Linked DNA regions of Hordeum vulgare: region 2 is linked to region 1. The links are chromatin contacts, called in public Hi-C maps. All regions are on one chromosome and are shown on one strand. The core of a region is the stretch at or near the end of the contact, and the rest is flanking DNA. Distances in the headings are between cores, read along the strand shown. Region 1 has its middle 150 kb from the start of LOC123401417. Region 2 holds the start of LOC123401417 (acetolactate synthase small subunit 2, chloroplastic-like).

Region 1 (3,218 bases), core at 82-2,581:
TTCCAAATAAAAAAAACAAATTCGAAATCCGTAACTCTTGCATCTAAATCACTTACATATGTGCTTGTATCCACGCTGAGGTCGAGGTCGAGGAGTCGTCGCTCCACTCCCCAACATTCCAGGATGGAGTGGGAGCGAGAAGCAACAACATCATCGGTGTCAGCAACGACTCGAGCAAAGAGAGAAGCAAGAGACACACAGAGTGAGCGGGGGTAAGAGAGAGGGTCACACGGTCGGTTTTAACCGCATCCAACAACTTGGCTCACAACCGTTAACTCATGTCTCTTCTTTGCCATATGGCCTTAACGTGCATGCCACAACTATCATAAAATGGTTCAAATTTAACCAAACCAGTAATCAGTATTTTCTGTAAATCCTTGGTGCAATACTCGGTAGTTATCAAGGAAAAAAATATAGAGCTGTGCTTTTTTAAATCCTAACTGCAACTGGTTTAATTCTATTTATTTAATACACCATATATTCCCATCATGCTGGGCAATCTTTCCTCGTTTTGGGTTAACAAGACCGATTGCGTAATAAGTCACAGAAGAGAATAAACTAAACGATCAGACCGAACAGTGTCTTTTGACGCGCGTTTTAAAACATCTAAAAAACCAATATAGGCCCCAACGTACTAAAAGTGCTATAATAATACGCTAAAATTATTTTAGCTCATAATATTTTTATGTGTCTGCTAAAGATGTTCTTAGTAGAGTAAAAAGGAGACACGCTCTACTTGAAAGGGGTAGCACTTTCGCGCCACGAGCCAAGCCAAGCACAGTCGCGACGGGCGGGCGGGCATGGCAAGTGGGGGAGCACTCGCTGTCGTGGTGCGCAGCGACATCGACGCCCGCGTCCGACATGGCCGCGGGGAGGAATCCGTCCAGACGCCGACGTTTTCCCGTCGTGAAATCCACAACCACGCGAGACGCGGACTAATCACACAGACACGGTGTTGACGTACGACCATGGCAAGGAAGCTGTCGCTCACCGCGGAGCCCACCTATCGATCAAGTGTAACGCAGATTAGATTCGTCTGCCCCGCTATGGGCTTTCGTGGTGAGTGCGACTGAAGTCTAGTACTACTAGCAGCAATCTCGCAAAAAAAAATAGTCTAGTAGCAGCAGCAGCTAAGCGGGAACAAGTCTGGTCTGATCCACTCTCGGAAACTGAGGCCCCAAAATGGACATGAACCAACCAAACTGATCCACTACCTCAAAAAAAGCACGCACTCGCAAGTCGCAACAATCGCCGTCCAAACATGGAGACCACTGTTTGTATTGAGGCGTTGCAACGGGAAGGATCTCAGAAAAGAGATCAGGAGCAGCTGAGCAGAAGCACACGATTCCACATGCATGACGTGCTGCCTCGCCTTTAAGCTTTGCATGGGCAAAGCCCGGAGCGACTCTTGATTTTATAAGTACTAAAAAAGATAACTCGTTACTTAATCTATGAAGAAGCTGGAGCTTAAAGGTTAAGCCATAAGATTTCGATATTATCTATAATATATGAACCATGAACTGTACTACTAAGTTACGGCATTCAGATCAACCCTCCGTTCTTTAACTGCACCGAAACATGATATAATACTATAAAAGCATCTCCAGCAGATCCTGCAATATAGCCTCCCACTAAATCAATTTACAGTTCCCCCAAAACTGATTTACGGTACCACTAGGGCTTCAGGACGAAACAGATCGCGTAAACTCACATCAACTACAAATTCATATAAATAGTTCTTATACACAGAGTAAAAACTCACATGACAATAGTTCACATCCAAAATCATGCACAATATATAATGTAGCAAGTTTGTCCAAAAAAATACGCAATCAAACAATCAAGCACCACTAGAGATCATCATTGGCCATAGCACCATCTTCATCAGCAACATTAGCCAAAGAATGATCACCACCATTGCCGGAAGCACCGCCACCATCACCTTCGTTGCCGAAACCAGCACCAAGTTCATTGGCCGAAGCATCACCACTTCCATTGGCCGAAGCATCACCACCACCACCTCCATCGCCGAAAGCACCACCGCCACCACCTCCATTGCCGAAAGCAGCAGCACCACCACCATTGTAAAAAACCACACATTTGCCCAAACCACCACCACCACCAGTGCAAAGAAGACAAAGTCGAACCAAAGTTCTGCTGTACAAAGGGGATTTTTGTGGCACCTCTTTGCAGTTTCGTCGAACACGTTGTGGAGTCCAATGAAGTTGAAGGGGCATGTGGGCCACCAGATTGGGTGGAGGAGGCGCCCGTCCTCAAGCCGTCGTCACCTTCTTCCTCGGGCCCTTGGCTTGCGACTTTGGCCGTTCGCCGGAGAGGGTAGAGGAGGCGCCCGTCCTTGAGCCGGATCCCAAGACGGGAGGGAGCGCAATGGAATAATGTGGCGCGGCGGCGGGCACGACTCCATGGATGACATGGTTTCCTTGCCTCTTCTACTTCACGCCGACAACAAAAGGACTTGGCACCATGGTGGGGAAGACGTGTTGGAAATATGCCCTAGAGGCAATAATAAATTAGTTATTATTATATTTCCTTTTCATGATATCTGTTTATTATCCATGCTAGAATTGTATTGATTAGAAACTCAAATACATGTGTGGGTACATAGACAACACACTGTCTCTAGTGAGCGTCTCAGGACTAGCTCGTTGATCAAAGATGGTCAAGGTTTCCTAACTATAGACATGAGATGTCGTTTGATAACGGGATCACATCATTAGGAGAATGATGTGATGGACAAGACCGAAACTATGAACATAGCATGTGATCGTGTTAGTTTATTGATACTGTTTTCTGCATGTCAAGTATCTGTTCCTATGACCATGAGATCATGCAACTCCCGGACACTGGAGGAATGCCTTGTGTGTATCAAACATCACAACGAAACTGGGTGACTATAAAGGTGCTCTACAAGTATCTCCGAGGGTGTCTGTTGGATTGGCATGGATCAAGACCGAGATTTGTCACTCCGTGTGATGGAGAGATATCTGGAGGCCCACTCGGTAATACAACACCTAAACAAGCCTTGCAAGCAATGTGACTAAAGAGTTAGTCACGTGATCTTGTATTACGTAACGAGTAAAGAGACTTGCCGGCAATGAGATTGAACCAGGTATGAAGATACCAATGATCGAATCTCAGGAAAGTAACATACTGAAGGACAAAGGGAATAGTGTACGGGATTAACTGAATCTTTGACA
Region 2 (2,814 bases), core at 287-2,786, 150 kb before region 1:
GGACGCGCGTCCGTTTGGGTCGGCATGTTGGGCCGACTTTTTTGTTCGCCGAGACCCAAACGGACACACGCGGACGAAATGGGTCGGCGCGTTGGAGTTGCTGTTACACCTTGAACCGAAATAACTAGGAAAGTGGCACAGAAATGTTCACTAATCCTTGGACCAACATAAGACTACCCACAATGGGAGTAACATAGATAGTAACATAGATGCCACCTAAGCAAAAAATATGATGTGGCACCTAATTAATGAGAAGAAAGAGAAATTGAGTAACTTAGCTAGTTACTCATAGTATGAGTAACATAACGCATACTAAGATAAGATGAGTCTATAAGCTAATAAATGAAAGGCTCAATGTTACTACCCCTATGTTACTATCCACTGTGGAGGTAGTAACTTAGACTAATAACATATGCATGTTGCTACTCTATGTTACTCCCCATTGTGAGTAGTCTACCAGGCAAAGCTCATTACACCTAGGTTGAGTCACATTGTACCCGCCTATGCATAATGGGAAACTACAAGACTCTGTGAGACTATGTAGTGGGGCCAGGTTGTAAGATATACAGGAGAGCTAAAAAGGTGCAGGATACCTGTGCAAGAAAAGGTGTATAGTTCCATCAAATTATTCCTAAAAGGTGTAGTTCCTTGATGGTTCTACAACAACAAATGCAGAACATCCACAGAAGGAGCTTTTTTCCAATGTCGAAATGACTATTGAAGTTGTGATTATAACGGAATGGAGTATTATCGCAGAATACGGCTAAGGTGTTTAAGATTAAATTAGAAACTGCTATGCTCTAGCATTTTATACTGTATACTGTATTGCTAGAGCTGAAAGAAAATTTTGAAGTCAGTGGAATCTTATGAAGGCTGTTGAAACCAAGTGGCATGAAATCCGAATGGTTTACTCCTCCTAACCATATACGGAGTAATAAATTGGTTCAAATGTGGAACGGCAGGCTCACATTCAAGACGTTGACAAGCTTATTGAGCTGCTCAATGACTTGCTTGAGCACCCTGTCCGTCCCCGAGACGACGATGGTGAAGAGGGCCTTATCCTTGTTGAGCCCCACGGCGAGGGACTCGATGTTGTAGCCTCTCCTTGCGAAGACCCCGGCAATCCTGTTTATCATGCCGCTCTCGTCCCCGACGAACACAGAAATCGTGTGGCGCCGCACCCTGCAATCCCGGCTAGCAACTCCCATCAAAGTCAGCTCAAAGAAGCAACGCGCGCAGCAAGACGGGATTCAGGCGCGAAGTATCAAAAACGGAGAGCGCATTGCGGCGGGGAGAGGCGCTTACGGATCCCTCTTGGCGCCCGCGGCGACCGTCGACACGGTGGCGGTTGCCTCGCCGCCGGCGCTAGCCCCCGCGGCGACTCCGCGGCGGCGCAAGGGGCGGAAGGAGACGCGCGCGGCGCATCGAGTGAGACGGTCGGGGGCCGCCGATGGCGACGGCCGGAGGTGGTGGGCGGTGGCGACGGACATGGATATTGGAGGGCGGGGTTGGTGGCTATCTGGAAGTGCTGGACGGGACAGTGTGTTGGTTTAACATAACAGCAGTAGGGTTTATGAGGGGGGAAATTACGGAGCTGCCCCCCGCCGCGCATGCCTGACAGTGTGATCCGCCCATGTGTCACGGGTGACCACGTTTTCCGTTGGGCGCTGGAGTAGTAAGTAGTAGAACCCGCGGCCTGATGATGCTACGATTTGCGTGCGGGAGAGCTATAGAAAGGAGGCGTATCCGCAGTTGTCTGATGGGGGCGAAGGCGCAAAGCCATCTTTGCGCAAGAAAGATACACACACGCAGCATGCCAGTTCGTCGTTTCTCCGCACGGCAGGCTGCGCAAAGTATTTGCCCAGAGGCCCGGACGAAACATAAAGACAGCACAACAGCCGAAGGTTGTTCTCCCACGTACCCATTGTGCGGACAAAATTATTGTTCTGATCCTCGTGACGAAAGTATTGGACAGAATGAACTCGCCGAAAAAGAATTTCACGTTTTGACTTTTTTTAAAACGTCAGAAATCATGGTGTTTCTGATCAACTAAGAAACGCCATAATACTCTACGTGTGTACATTACTGAAACGTCGTACTAGTGTGCGTTTCTGCTGGGGTGCAACGCCAGCTACTCATGGCGTTTCCACGTAGGGGTGCAACGCCAGGCACCATGGCGTTTATGTCTAAGATATTTGTTTGAGCACCGCCCTCTCCCATCAGGCCATCATTCCACTCACTCTCTTCTTCCCCACCTCTTCCGCGAGCTGCGGCCCCTTTTTTCACCTTTTCTCCCCCACTTGTCCCCTCTCAAATCCCTCCAAAAGGATTGATTTGGTGTGTGGATCCGGTGTCATTTCCGTTGCTTGAGGTAATCTCCTTCATCTCTTAAATTTTGATTGGTTGGATTTATATATTTTGGGTGGTTTTTTGTTCATTTGTTTTCTAACCCTAGTTTTGAAGATTGTTTCAAAATGTGATGTTCTTAGTGTATACTAATGAGTATAGTTGTGCCAATAATGTTGCATTGTATTGGTTGGGTTATGCTTATTGTTAAGATATAGGGTTAGGGTTAGGGTTTGGGTAATGCTTAATTTGGATGGACATAGAAGTTTCTTAGTTGTTTTGTGAGGAATGTGTTATACTTAGCATTGGTACTTTTGTTTCATTTTTTAGATGGACAAGGTTGTGAATATTCATTATGTTGACAAAGAGGCATTCATGAATGTTGATATTATTGACAAGTATGAGCAAGAGTTGATATTTCTTGAGAGTCCTACTTATGAAGAGATTGTGGAAGAAACACAGATAAGA

Evidence for each region. Hi-C and Micro-C count contacts between places; a contact is called where the count stands out from the background.
Region 2: a Hi-C map of leaf shows a contact between it and region 1, with 2.9 times the contacts expected there. The contact joins the promoter of LOC123401417 here to the enhancer-like site in region 1. A contact is called at or near these places in 4 of 6 Hi-C or Micro-C datasets (leaf and seedling).

What each region holds. Positions count from the first base shown.
Region 1 is chr6H:348,738,519-348,741,736 of MorexV3_pseudomolecules_assembly, reverse strand. No RefSeq gene overlaps it. Among protein-coding and RNA genes, the nearest start is that of LOC123401417, 150 kb to the left of the region's middle. Within about 2 kb of position 1,331, at least 3 of the 3 cell types and tissues checked have open chromatin away from gene starts, as enhancers often do. A contact at or near this core is called in leaf and seedling, where this site is marked.
Region 2 is chr6H:348,889,850-348,892,663 of MorexV3_pseudomolecules_assembly, reverse strand. It overlaps LOC123401417 (acetolactate synthase small subunit 2, chloroplastic-like), which reads right to left and starts at 1,536. Exons shown (of 12, transcript XM_045095213.1): 1 at 1,306-1,536; 2 at 969-1,194. The coding sequence starts at 1,490.